3 separate regions of the Mus musculus genome follow, and regions 1 and 3 are each linked to region 2. A link is a contact called in public ChIA-PET and HiChIP or PLAC-seq data. All regions are on one chromosome and are shown on one strand. Each heading gives the region's core, a stretch centred on a gene start, on an enhancer-like site or on the middle of the called end of the contact. The rest is flanking DNA. Distances are from core to core; before and after follow the strand shown.

Region 1 (3,536 bases), core at 994-3,493, 660 kb after region 2:
ACCTCTGTGGTGGCTTTCTGTTCCCTAAAACTGGCTTAGGTTTGTTCCTTCAAAAAGATCCTACTTGGTATACCCCCTCTGTGGGGTACTGTTTACAAACAGCAATGCAAGTTTTCTGCCACAGGGTCTAATATTTGTAAATGGTCTGAAAACTATGGTTGTTCTCCTTAATTCAGATGGCTTTAATTTTATATTTAATGTTACTACTCTTTCTTGGTCTAACTCCCTGTATCCGTTAAAGAAATCAATTACCTCAGAAATAGTTGTGCGATTTTGAAGGCGTCTTGCCAAATTAATTCTTTTGTGTGGTGGTTCCCCCTTAATTAAAATTGTTTTGAATTGTCGTAAAAATGGAGCAGCCTATGGTGTAACTACTTCATTATATATAAACCATACTCCTAGTTTTCTCACTAGCTGAATGGCCTCTTCTTGGAAAGTGTTCCATTTTGCTGCTGCTTCAAATTGTGTAAGGTCTAAGGATAGAAATGCATATACATCCAGGCTGTGGTTATCCAGCCCAGGAGAGGGTGTACATCGTCTCAAGCAGTGTCTAGAACTTTCTCTAAAGCTTCATACACTGCTGGTTTTCTCTACTATATTCTTAATTTTCCTCATCTCTAGTTCTGACAGCATTATGTGTCTGCTCTTTTTTTCCTCAGAGCTTTATCTTATAGGATGCATCCTTCATTCCATCATGGGCATATTCTTGGCTCAATTGACTTATTTCTTGAGGTGTGTATGGTCTAATTTCTATTTGCTTCTCATCTCTATTACCAAATAATATGAATCATCTAGATATATTAACCTTCCAAGATGTCACTGTGAGGGATATGGCTGTCTTGCCTAGGTCCGGGGTTAGAGTAACATCTTTAATGGGATTGTTTGCCAGCCCCTCCATTTCTTAGTTATATTAGCTGTCTTTATCTATGTCCACTATGGTTTTCATAAGTATTGCTGGGACTTCTTTACTAGCCGTGTGCTCTAGCAGTGGCTCTACTACTTGTGGATTTGTTAGAGGTACCTCAATCTTCACTTCCTTAAACCCAAGTTTCTTTTGGTTGTTCCAAACCATTTTCTCTCTGTGGATCTGTGGCATCTGAACTCCCTTCCGTGGTTTTGAAGCCACTAACTAGTTCCTTCATTCTGATGTTAATATATATGCTAGGGAGTATAGAGATTTAATAGTTTTCTTTTTTTATATACTACCCAAAGTGAATTTGGGGGTAGCTTTCTTACTACTTTTTCCAATAATTTATCTGCCCTTCTCATGAGGCATTTGGCTAGGCATTCTCGGATGGGTTTTCCTGTACCTTCCCCTCTTCCTGCTACATAGGCAGCAGTTGGCATCCAGGTGCTGGTAATATTCTTTCCCTGCACCTTTCACTCTCTCTACCTCGAATGCAGCAGTTGGGATCAGAGTATTGGTGATCAGCTAATGATGAGGTCCTTCAACCTGCACCCTGGCTCTTCCTACCACCTCAGCAGCAGTTGGCTTCAACAGCAGTAGGCTTTGGGGTGGTGATCCCTTCTTTCACTTTCTTCCTTACAGCTCTGGCTAGTTCTGCACCTGGGCTGTAATTAATTTTGTACAACCAGAGGCCATTACCAATTTGGTGAAACTTAGAATAATTGGGACTACTATGGTCCTTAGAGGGTCCAGTTTCCTTCTCAGGATTTTGCCTTATGGTAAAATGATGCCAACTATGCCAACTGTCATGATCCATGACCAGCTTAAGGCTGGGAAGGAGAGACAGAGTCCAGATAATGTTTGATCTCAAGGGTTATTCACTACAATGGCAAGTATCAGTTCACAACACATGCATAGAGTGCCTGACTCAGAAGGAAGTGGCGGAGAGACTCACAAGCAAGGCTGGCTCATCACCACAATGACTAATGTCAGTTTACAACACGTGCATGGGGTATTTGAGCAATGAGCAAGTGGCCTAAAGGCTTGCACTCAAACTGTCCCTTACTCAGAGTGTCCCAGGTGGCAGCTTTTTCCTCTGGATCCTCTCATCTCCATGCAGCCAGGGTGGCAGTCAGTTTTCCTCTGGTCAGAGAGCCAGATAGTATGACAATCTTCACTGTGGAAGTATCAAGGTTTCCTCCTGCCTGCTGTGAGCTTCTGTTTTTATTAGCTACAAGGGGCAGTCACTCCCTAGCCTTACATCATTACATAGCACTTCATTTTTATTTGCTCTCCACTGAGCTGACATGAGCTGGAGAGCTGCTGTGAGCTGGCTGCTCATGCAACTCTTATCTACTACACACAGCTGACATGAGCTAGCTGCTCCTTTCTGTGACATCCAACTCAGCCCTGTTCTAATTTTTTTTTTATTAACATGCTGTCTACATAAGAAAATTAAGTTGTCTCACTGAGCTAGGCTTTATATTCTTTTTAACCTAAGATTATGCCTCTGATGCCATTATTGGTATAATATTAGACAAGTAAAATGGTCAGATGATAGGAACAAAAAAAGTATTGTATTGATCCACACTTTAAAGATATGTCGTTTTCAAATTTGTTTGTAGGAAAAAGTCTGACCTAAGAGATCCATGAACTAATATGAAATTCAATGTAATCCACCATAGAAAGAAACATGGAAAAAAAAACCTACATGATAATCTCAGTAGGTGCTGAAGAAGCCTTTAACAAAATATCACACCTCTTCATGATAAAAGTCTTGGAGAGATCAGGCATACAGTCTCCTTATCCAAACACAATACATAAAGGCACTACATAGCAAGCCAATAGCCAATGTCAAATTAAATGGACAGAAACAAAACAATTCCACTAAAATCGAGACTGTTCACTCTTTCCATATTTATTCAGTACTTGGAGTTTTAGCAAGAGTTATAATAGAACTTAAGATATCAAGAGGATACAAATTGGAAAGGAAAAAAATCAATATATTGGTATTTGCAGATGATATGATAGTATAAATAAGTAACCCCCAGAATTCTACCAAAGAATCAGAGAACTCCCATAACTGATACCTATTGAACTATACAATTTTAAGTGCTTTATAATAAACACAATGAAGAAATCTCTACAGGCAAGAGGATGCATGGACAAATACTTTACCCTTTCTTCATTCACCATACACATATGTGATTGCTGAAGATTCGTTACAGACAGGGTTTGTTCAAAATCCAGGTAGTTCCACAAGTCATTCTATTTTATGTTCCTTATTATTCTAAATCAGTGATTGTCAAACTGAATTAATACGGAATTAGAAATTCAGATACTAAGGATTGTGAACATATGACTTCTTTAACCATTTCAATGTATTCTTAATTATATCTTTGGGGATTTTACATTCTTATACATTAATTAAAGATTACCTGAAAATTATCTAAAACTTTGCAAATATTATCTATACTAACATACTCCCCTATATTTCTATGAACTACAAATATTATCATCTTTAGATATGTTATTCTGTGGGATAAGTGGACTGGTAAGGTTGAATGAGACCAAACCTGGTGAATCTCAGATTTGAGAACAGTAGGAGTGGGGCCAACTCCCTGCCTAA
Region 2 (3,500 bases), core at 158-2,657:
AATTCTTAAGGATATGAAAACATATGAGAGTAGAAAGCTTCATCCACAAAATTGTCTTAGTAAGTATTTTAAGGCAGGGATAGCACTTCAGAGTTTAGGGTGAATCGAAGATGTACTTTAGCCTTTTTTTTTTTTTTTTAATGTCAAACAAAAACAACTTCTGCAACCACAAGTCTTCCCGCAGGTAATTCTTTTCATGACTAGAGTCAAAAACAAACGAGACAGAGACATCTGGGGTAGGGGGAGCGTTAAAAGGAGGCTTCACAAGTAAGATATGAAGGGAGTAGAGAGAATAGGTTTTAAAAGCAGAAAACACAAGGCGAGGAAGAGATCATGGTTTCTTATTTTTCTCTCCTCCCTCCACTTTCTCGCCTCACCAATCTGTTAGCCCACCTCAAATTTAGAGGCGGGTTCAGCGAGACCAGGCTGCAGGAAACCCAAGTTTCCCTGCATTGCCACCCTGGCTATATGATGTAATTGTTATTTATTGAGACTCTGAACCCAGCAAGAGCTGCTTTAAAGAAGTGACAGCCCATCTCCTAGTCCTGTTGGGTCAGATCCTTCCTGGGGGTGGTGCAGTTTGGCGGGCAGACCCTGCTGGAGACTTCGCAGTGACAAAGCAGCAGAAGAGAAACCAGGTTCCTGGGTCCTGCGTCCGTCTAGGGAGCTAGCTGTGCACTCCTCAGGTCTCCTTTCCAGTTTTCCGCTTGGAATCATGCCATATTTATCACTGGGTCCTACTAGGTGCTGAGCATGGGGTCAAAATGACCTAGAGTTATACAGCGCCGCAGCTTCCGGGATTTGAGCGGGACACAGATTTTAAGGAGGTGGAAATTGAGGGTGGGTAAAGGGCGCCAAAAGAACGCGTGTTTGTGGGGTGAAACGGGAGAAAGGGAGACACTTAAGGTGCCAGCACGTAGGCTGGGGAACCTGGGGTAGGATTAAGGTGCCCCGACGCCCCTGTGGTGCCCCCAGCGTTTGCCCCGGCACGGGTGACATGGGCGATCGCCTGGCCCCTAGCGGGGAATCTGTCCAGGCGGCTGGCTGGACGGGGCTGGGAAGCCAGGGCGCCGGCTCGGGAAGCACAGCACCCCCTCCTTCTCCGGGTCCAACCGCGTCCTCTCTCTGCCTTCAAGGCCGATCAGTCCCGGACCCCCACCCGGAGCACCGGCGAGGAGGCCTGCAGACGCCCGGTGGGCTCCCCGGCTCCGCCGAGCCTCCGGGTGCGCGCTCGGCCCGGGTGACAATGGGAGGGAGGGGCAGAAAAGGGTTAAGAAACTTGGCTGAAGAGCTGAATGGCGTGGAGCAGCGAGGGGAGGGACCCGGCCGCCGCGAAGTCGGCGGCGGAGGGAGGAGCGCGGCTGCGGCGGGCGGGCGGCGAGCGAGGCGCTCAAAGTCAGCCTCGCAGACATTGCAGCAGAGCCCCGAACTCGGGAGGCGACGGCGACCGCGGCGCAGGCGGAGGACGAGCCGGCCCCAGCCCGCCCGAGCGCAGCGCCCGTGGCCTCGCGCGGCCGCAGGGCACGGCTAACCTGGGAAGGAGGGAGCGACGCGGATCGGCGGCCCGGAGCCGCGGCGGCCTCGGTGAGTGGCAATCGCGGCCCGGGCTCCGTGCGGAGCTCGCGGGAGCGGACGCCGCGCCGCCCGGGCACGGCCTGGGTGCGCGGCCCGTGGAGGCGGCGGAGGCCGGGGGAGGCCCGCGGGGAGCTCCGGGAACACGGATCCCGGGGACAGCCCTCCGCCGCGCCCCGCTCCGGCTCTCCCCTGGAACTCGCGGGCCCGGCCGGCGCAGCCGCCAAGTTGTGGAGTTCCCAGCCGCGGGCTCGTCCGTGCCAGCCTTGGCGCGAGGGGCGCAGCCGCCCTGGGTGTTCTGCGCCGGGACCCACGCGGGTGGCCGGGTCGCGGGGCCCCGGTCGAGCTCGCCCGCCCAGCTGCCCCCGTTGGCCCCGAGCCCCGGGCGCTGGCTGCCGCGCCGCTCGGTCCTGCCGCCCAGCGGTGCTCTCGGTGGCGCCCGCGCTGCTCCCCGCCTATCGCTGCCGTCTCCCTTGCGCGGTGCTCGCCGATCCCCGGCCGGGAAAAGTGACTCGGAGAAGGGGCAGCACTGAGCCCCAGGCCCGGCCTGCTGGGCACGAGCTCCCCGCTTGCCGAGGGAGGGCGAGGCTCCTTGCACCCGAGGCCTCAGCCCAGTTCCCCCAGCATCCGAGAGGGGGTTCACTCGCATGAGCCTGGTAAAGTCCGGGGAGACCGCTCTCCTCTCTGGTGCCACTGTCCTCCTTTAATACTATTGTTGTTAGAAGAAACCCTCTAGCGTGCAAACATTCCCCAGACCCTCCTATCCCTTTCCAAAGTACTTTCCAAATTTTAATCAGGAGTTGATATTCAGACTGAAGGAACAAAGGAATCCACTGTGTTTAAAAGGCGGACAGGCAGAGAGTCTGACACATGTTGATCTCTAAGGCATTCCAGGAGTTTCTACCTTCCATCATGTCAGTAATTTAACTGGATTCTGGAGGTCGTAAACGAAAAACGGAACGTTAGGTAATTTCACGTTAAAATACTTTGTCGTCGTCGTTGTTGTTTTAATTAATGGGTCATTTTAGTTGGGGGAAAGTCCGGACATGATTAGGTGCAAGAACTTTTAACTCATTTTTTTGTGGCACCAGGCTGGAGTTTGTCTGCTCATGTAAGCTGATTGTGACACTGAAGGAAAACCGTGTTTTTAGAGAAAGAGAGACAGACTAAAAGTAAACCAAGATTGGCATGTCTGTCTGTCTGTCTGTGTCTGTGTATACGAATACATGCTTAAATGATGTGTGGTCTGTGTTTCTTGGGTTTTGTAAAGCAGGGGCTTTAGTAATTCTTTAAAGTTATGAATTACATTGAACCCGCTTATTAGTGAATCACAGGTTTAGCAAGTGGGCGGCATCTTCCAGATGCAATTATCCAGTGTTTAATCATCAGGTTGCCACCTTTGTCTAAGAGTGAAATAAGTCGACTTTTTAAACAAACGGTGCTTCCTATGCACGGCCCCTAAGAGTGGCTGCTGTCTGGAGTATGTTGAAATCTTCCACTTCCAAGTGAGTTGCCCTGGTTTTGCCCAGCAGTTTGGTAATATCCAACAGGGTTTAATTGATTCAGGGACTTCAAAACCAACAGGAAATTTCTGTACAGGACTTAGTTACTGTAGACAAAGAAGGAGAGTCAGAATTGTAGCAGGCAGTACCTGCAAACCAGATACTTACTCCAGCCTGTTTTATAATAACTCTACTGGGGACACTTCTCTCCACACTTAGCCTTTCAGGGACTGGAGCATGAAGAAAATATACTTAAAAAGTAGACATACAAACTCTAAGGAGGGAAGTTCGGTTGCTGCTTGTTTGTATACAGATGAGTCCTGTGAAGTGCCTTCAAGATACTTGGAAACCAGGCTTCAGTGGCTACGAGAAGACTTAGAGCCACCTATCTGTGTTTCCAAACTTTGCCGAACTTGAATTTTTATA
Region 3 (3,567 bases), core at 1,040-3,539, 520 kb after region 2:
TCACCCCGCTTTTCAATGCACAATCTGACCATACCAATCTACTAACAGGCTTCCAAATTCACTGTTCTCTCCATGAATTTCCATGTGCCAGCTATTTTTCCATTGTTTACCCTGACATTTTGTTTCACCTGACTCGTCCCTCTACTCTGTCCCGAAACTACCATAAAAGAGTTGCCTGGTGTGTGAAAGTTTTGTGAACCCCCCTCTGTATTTTCCTCTGAGTGTTTTCACGTCTCTTTCTATATTGCTGGCTGCAGAAATTCTCTATTTATTTACATAGAAGCTCATTTTACACGAGACTGTGATTGCCTCATGACAGAATTTATTTGCCTAGGCTTTAAATACCCAGTATGGAGCCAAACCTATTACAGAAGGAACATTTAGAAAATAGGTGCTAGGGTATATTGAGCATGGCAATTATTTTCCATATACAACTGGAATATTGTTTTTTATATCAGTTAGTAAGTCACTCATAACTACTTATAGGTGAATGCCTCCAAGTCACCTAAAAGTTTTTAAAGAAAATGTGGAGTTGGAGAGATGGCTCAGTGCTTAAGAGTGCTTGCTCCTCAATCATGAGATACGAGATTGGATCAGGGCAACCAAGCGGGGTGGCTCACAAACATTTGTAAATCCAACTCCAAGGGAGCAGGTGCTCTAGAGATTCCGGCCTTCATGAATATCCTCCCACATACAGACACACACACACAGACACACACACACAAACAGACACACACACACACAGACACATACATACATACATACATACACACACATCTTTAAAAATGAAATAAATAACAGGTAATAAAACTCAGGCAAGGTAAAATATTCTGAATGCTGAGAACAACCCAATAGTTTTAGTCTCCGGCATCTTTAACACACCTAATCTCACCAACATCCCCACATCAAGTGTGTTGCATGTGCATCTCTTTCCTTCCCAGCAAACCCGGTGTTTTCCTGACTGTGGTGACCACTGTTAGCAGACTAGTCTAGAAACTGTTCTTGGACACAGCACAGGCACTAATGTCATTAATTTTTAAACTGCCCTACCCCTACTCTCTCATGTTGTTTAAAAGAACGTAACTTTTTTATGGCAAGGCGAGGAAATTCTAGATTGGAAAGTAACTACAGAATAACAAAACAATGCCAGTCTATTCCTAATGAGTAAAACTTTTTCCCAATTTCTATCCCTTGAAAATGAAAGTTTCATGCCAGTTGAGGATTTAGGGATATTCTAAAGAGGCTTTGGGGAGATACAAGCAAAGAAAGTCTGAGTTCTTACAAAAGGGAGAAAAGAGAAAAGTTAAAAACAAAACAAAACAAAACAAAAACAAAATAAACAAACAAAACTGAAGAAGTGTTAAGTAGCCAGGAGAAAGAGCTGATGAGGACACACCTACAGGAGTGAGTCTGGCATCAGTGTGATCAGTGCCAAAGAGGTCAAATCAGAAGAAAGAGATCAGGTTCTCACCCACTGCCCATACACAGAGCACTGACTGGAGCAACGCAGAAAAGCAAGAAAGACCTTATGCAAAACTCTATGTCCTGCTGCCTTTTCTAGAAGAAAGTCTGGGCTCTTTAAGAGCAGATGAGAAGAGTCAGAAAGCCATGAAGTTAATATTTACAGGATATTCTTATTGGTTCTGAAGGTTCAAACCTGGCAAGTTGCCCAATCACATTCATTACTTAAACTGGTTCAATAAAGGTCTTTTGGACCAAAGAATGTGCATCAGGAAGACAGCAGAATCTAGCTGTTTGAGCTAGTAGTTCCCAGGTAGCTTTATACAGCTGTAAACCCTCTCTAGTATGCAGCGATTAACTTATCCCAGAGGTTTCTGATATTAGCAAATTTAGCTCTGACAGTAGAGAAGGCTAGAGAAAATTTATTCCCATTAAATAAATAAAATGTTCTAATATAACAGCAATATTCAGTCCTTGGGGCTAAATCCTACAGCATGTATATATACGGCAAGAACTGTATCACTCCTGCCCCTCTGTCTCTCTCTGCCTCTCTGCCTCTCTATCTCTCGATGTCTCTCTCTCTGTCTCTCTCTGTCTCTCTCTCTCTCTCTCTCTCTCTCTCTCTCTCTCTGTGTGTGTGTGTGTGTGTGTGTCTTTCTCTCACTGTTTCTGTCTCTTCTTGTCTGTCTGTCTGTCTACATAAGGTTCAGAATGGCCTTATTCTTTGTGATCCCCCTGCCCCTGCCTCCTGAGTTACTAGAATTACAGGCCTGCCCCATCAGATCAAGTTCAGGTTTTTTACTTTGTTTGTTTTTTGATAAATACAAAATTCAGACCATTTCGGTTCTGGTTTTCCATCAACTCTATAACTGATATGTATGAACCTGAACAGTATCTTTAACTAAAGTGTGTTATTAGTGACTTTTTATTTTTTTTAATCAGATTGCTAAGAGAGATCGACGGAAAGAAAACTAAAAAGAGTGCTCAGTAGCTGACTATTAGGTTTCAGTCATGTTCCATTGCACTGAGGTTATAGCTACGTGTTTTGCAACTTCCTGAGTGTGGCAAAATGATGACATTTAATGTTGAGAAATTTCCGCTGTAAGCGTTAGGTTCTGAGAACAATATATGATGACATTTTAGATAACCCCTCCTCTTACGCAGCACTGCTCTATACTGCCACCAAAAGCGCTCCTATCTAAGTAGCATTGAGGCTTCCAATACTCTTGATAGAGGGAGTGGCCCTACTAAATTTATGAAAAGTTTCAGAGATTAGTCAATAAAACCTAGCTAGAGGTTTACTTTGATAGGTGTTTGAGCTGTGGGAAATCAAATAGAACTAACCCTAATTTTGTTCAACCTCCATGTAACTGCGGAATTCCTCTGCACACTCTTTGTGTATGTATGCCTATAAACTAAAGGTTATGGAGTTGAGTCATCTGCTTTCAAGAACTGTGTGACAATATTCAAGCATTTATCACAAAAAGGTGATCTTTTTAAATCTAAAAGTGGTATAAATTATAGGATGTATATATGAAGTACTCAATACAATCCAGGTAGTATTTGTATGAAAGCCACTACAATTTTTATATATACAACTTCATTTCCCCCCACTAAGTTCTAGTCGAAAGATAGAAGCAGTAATCACTGTATAATCATACAGGTATTTACTCATAGTATCTTGAAATTTTTCATACATAAATGGCCTGAGATCTAAAGAACAATTTTGCTGTCCAGAAGCAATGAAAGAGAGTCAGCTCATAGAGAACTCAGCTCATAAGTTTTACCTGACACATTATTTCATTGTTTGCACCTGATCAGTTCAGAAAGACACAATACTGCACTCAGCCTTGGTTCAACACTCTTGGACATGAAAGGAATAATTTTAAGAATGAATTATTAAATATATAAATTATTATTTATTTTAATGAATGAAAAATTAAAATTGGGATTGTTAGTGTCATGGGCCTTGGTTTCTCACAAATGACAGAGCCTCAATTGATTGAGCAATGGGCAACAGAGAATCCCTTAAGAAGGCACTGTTAATGTGAGTATTTGCATATATATGGAGCCTGTGCACATTGGGGCATAAGATTCCATGGGCTA

What was found. ChIA-PET counts read pairs in DNA pulled down with a chosen protein or histone mark. HiChIP or PLAC-seq counts read pairs in DNA pulled down with a chosen protein or histone mark.
Region 1: an H3K4me3 HiChIP or PLAC-seq map of bone marrow-derived macrophages shows a contact between it and region 2, with 5 times the contacts expected there. The contact joins the enhancer-like site here to the promoter of Nrip1 in region 2. A contact is called at or near these places in 8 of 39 promoter capture datasets (the 3T3-L1 cell line, the C10 cell line, cranial neural crest and 5 more), 2 of 484 Hi-C or Micro-C datasets (bone marrow-derived macrophages and ventricular fibroblasts), 7 of 115 datasets of contacts at active chromatin or transcription factors (the 230-238 cell line, bone marrow-derived macrophages, embryonic forebrain and 3 more) and 1 of 9 other capture datasets (macrophages).
Region 3: a contact with region 2 is called in an RNA polymerase II ChIA-PET map of memory CD8 T cells, with 14 read pairs. The contact joins the enhancer-like site here to the promoter of Nrip1 in region 2. A contact is called at or near these places in 1 of 39 promoter capture datasets (hippocampal neurons), 1 of 484 Hi-C or Micro-C datasets (regulatory T cells), 7 of 115 datasets of contacts at active chromatin or transcription factors (bone marrow-derived macrophages, effector CD8 T cells, embryonic limb bud and 4 more) and 2 of 9 other capture datasets (adipose tissue and macrophages).

The regions. Positions count from the first base shown.
Region 1 is chr16:75,716,303-75,719,838 of GRCm38.p6, reverse strand. No RefSeq gene overlaps it. Among named protein-coding and RNA genes, the nearest start is that of Gm41474, 35 kb to the right of the region's middle. Within about 2 kb of position 2,243, at least 55 of the 459 cell types and tissues checked have an H3K27ac peak or open chromatin away from gene starts, as enhancers often do. A contact at or near this core is called in bone marrow-derived macrophages and pancreatic cancer cells, where this site is marked.
Region 2 is chr16:76,370,956-76,374,455 of GRCm38.p6, reverse strand. Nrip1 (nuclear receptor interacting protein 1) reads left to right here and starts at 1,407. Exons shown (of 4, transcript NM_173440.3): 1 at 1,407-1,584.
Region 3 is chr16:75,854,618-75,858,184 of GRCm38.p6, reverse strand. No RefSeq gene overlaps it. Among named protein-coding and RNA genes, the nearest start is that of Samsn1, 53 kb to the left of the region's middle. Within about 2 kb of position 2,289, at least 95 of the 459 cell types and tissues checked have an H3K27ac peak or open chromatin away from gene starts, as enhancers often do. A contact at or near this core is called in adipose tissue, bone marrow-derived macrophages, effector CD8 T cells and 3 more, where this site is marked.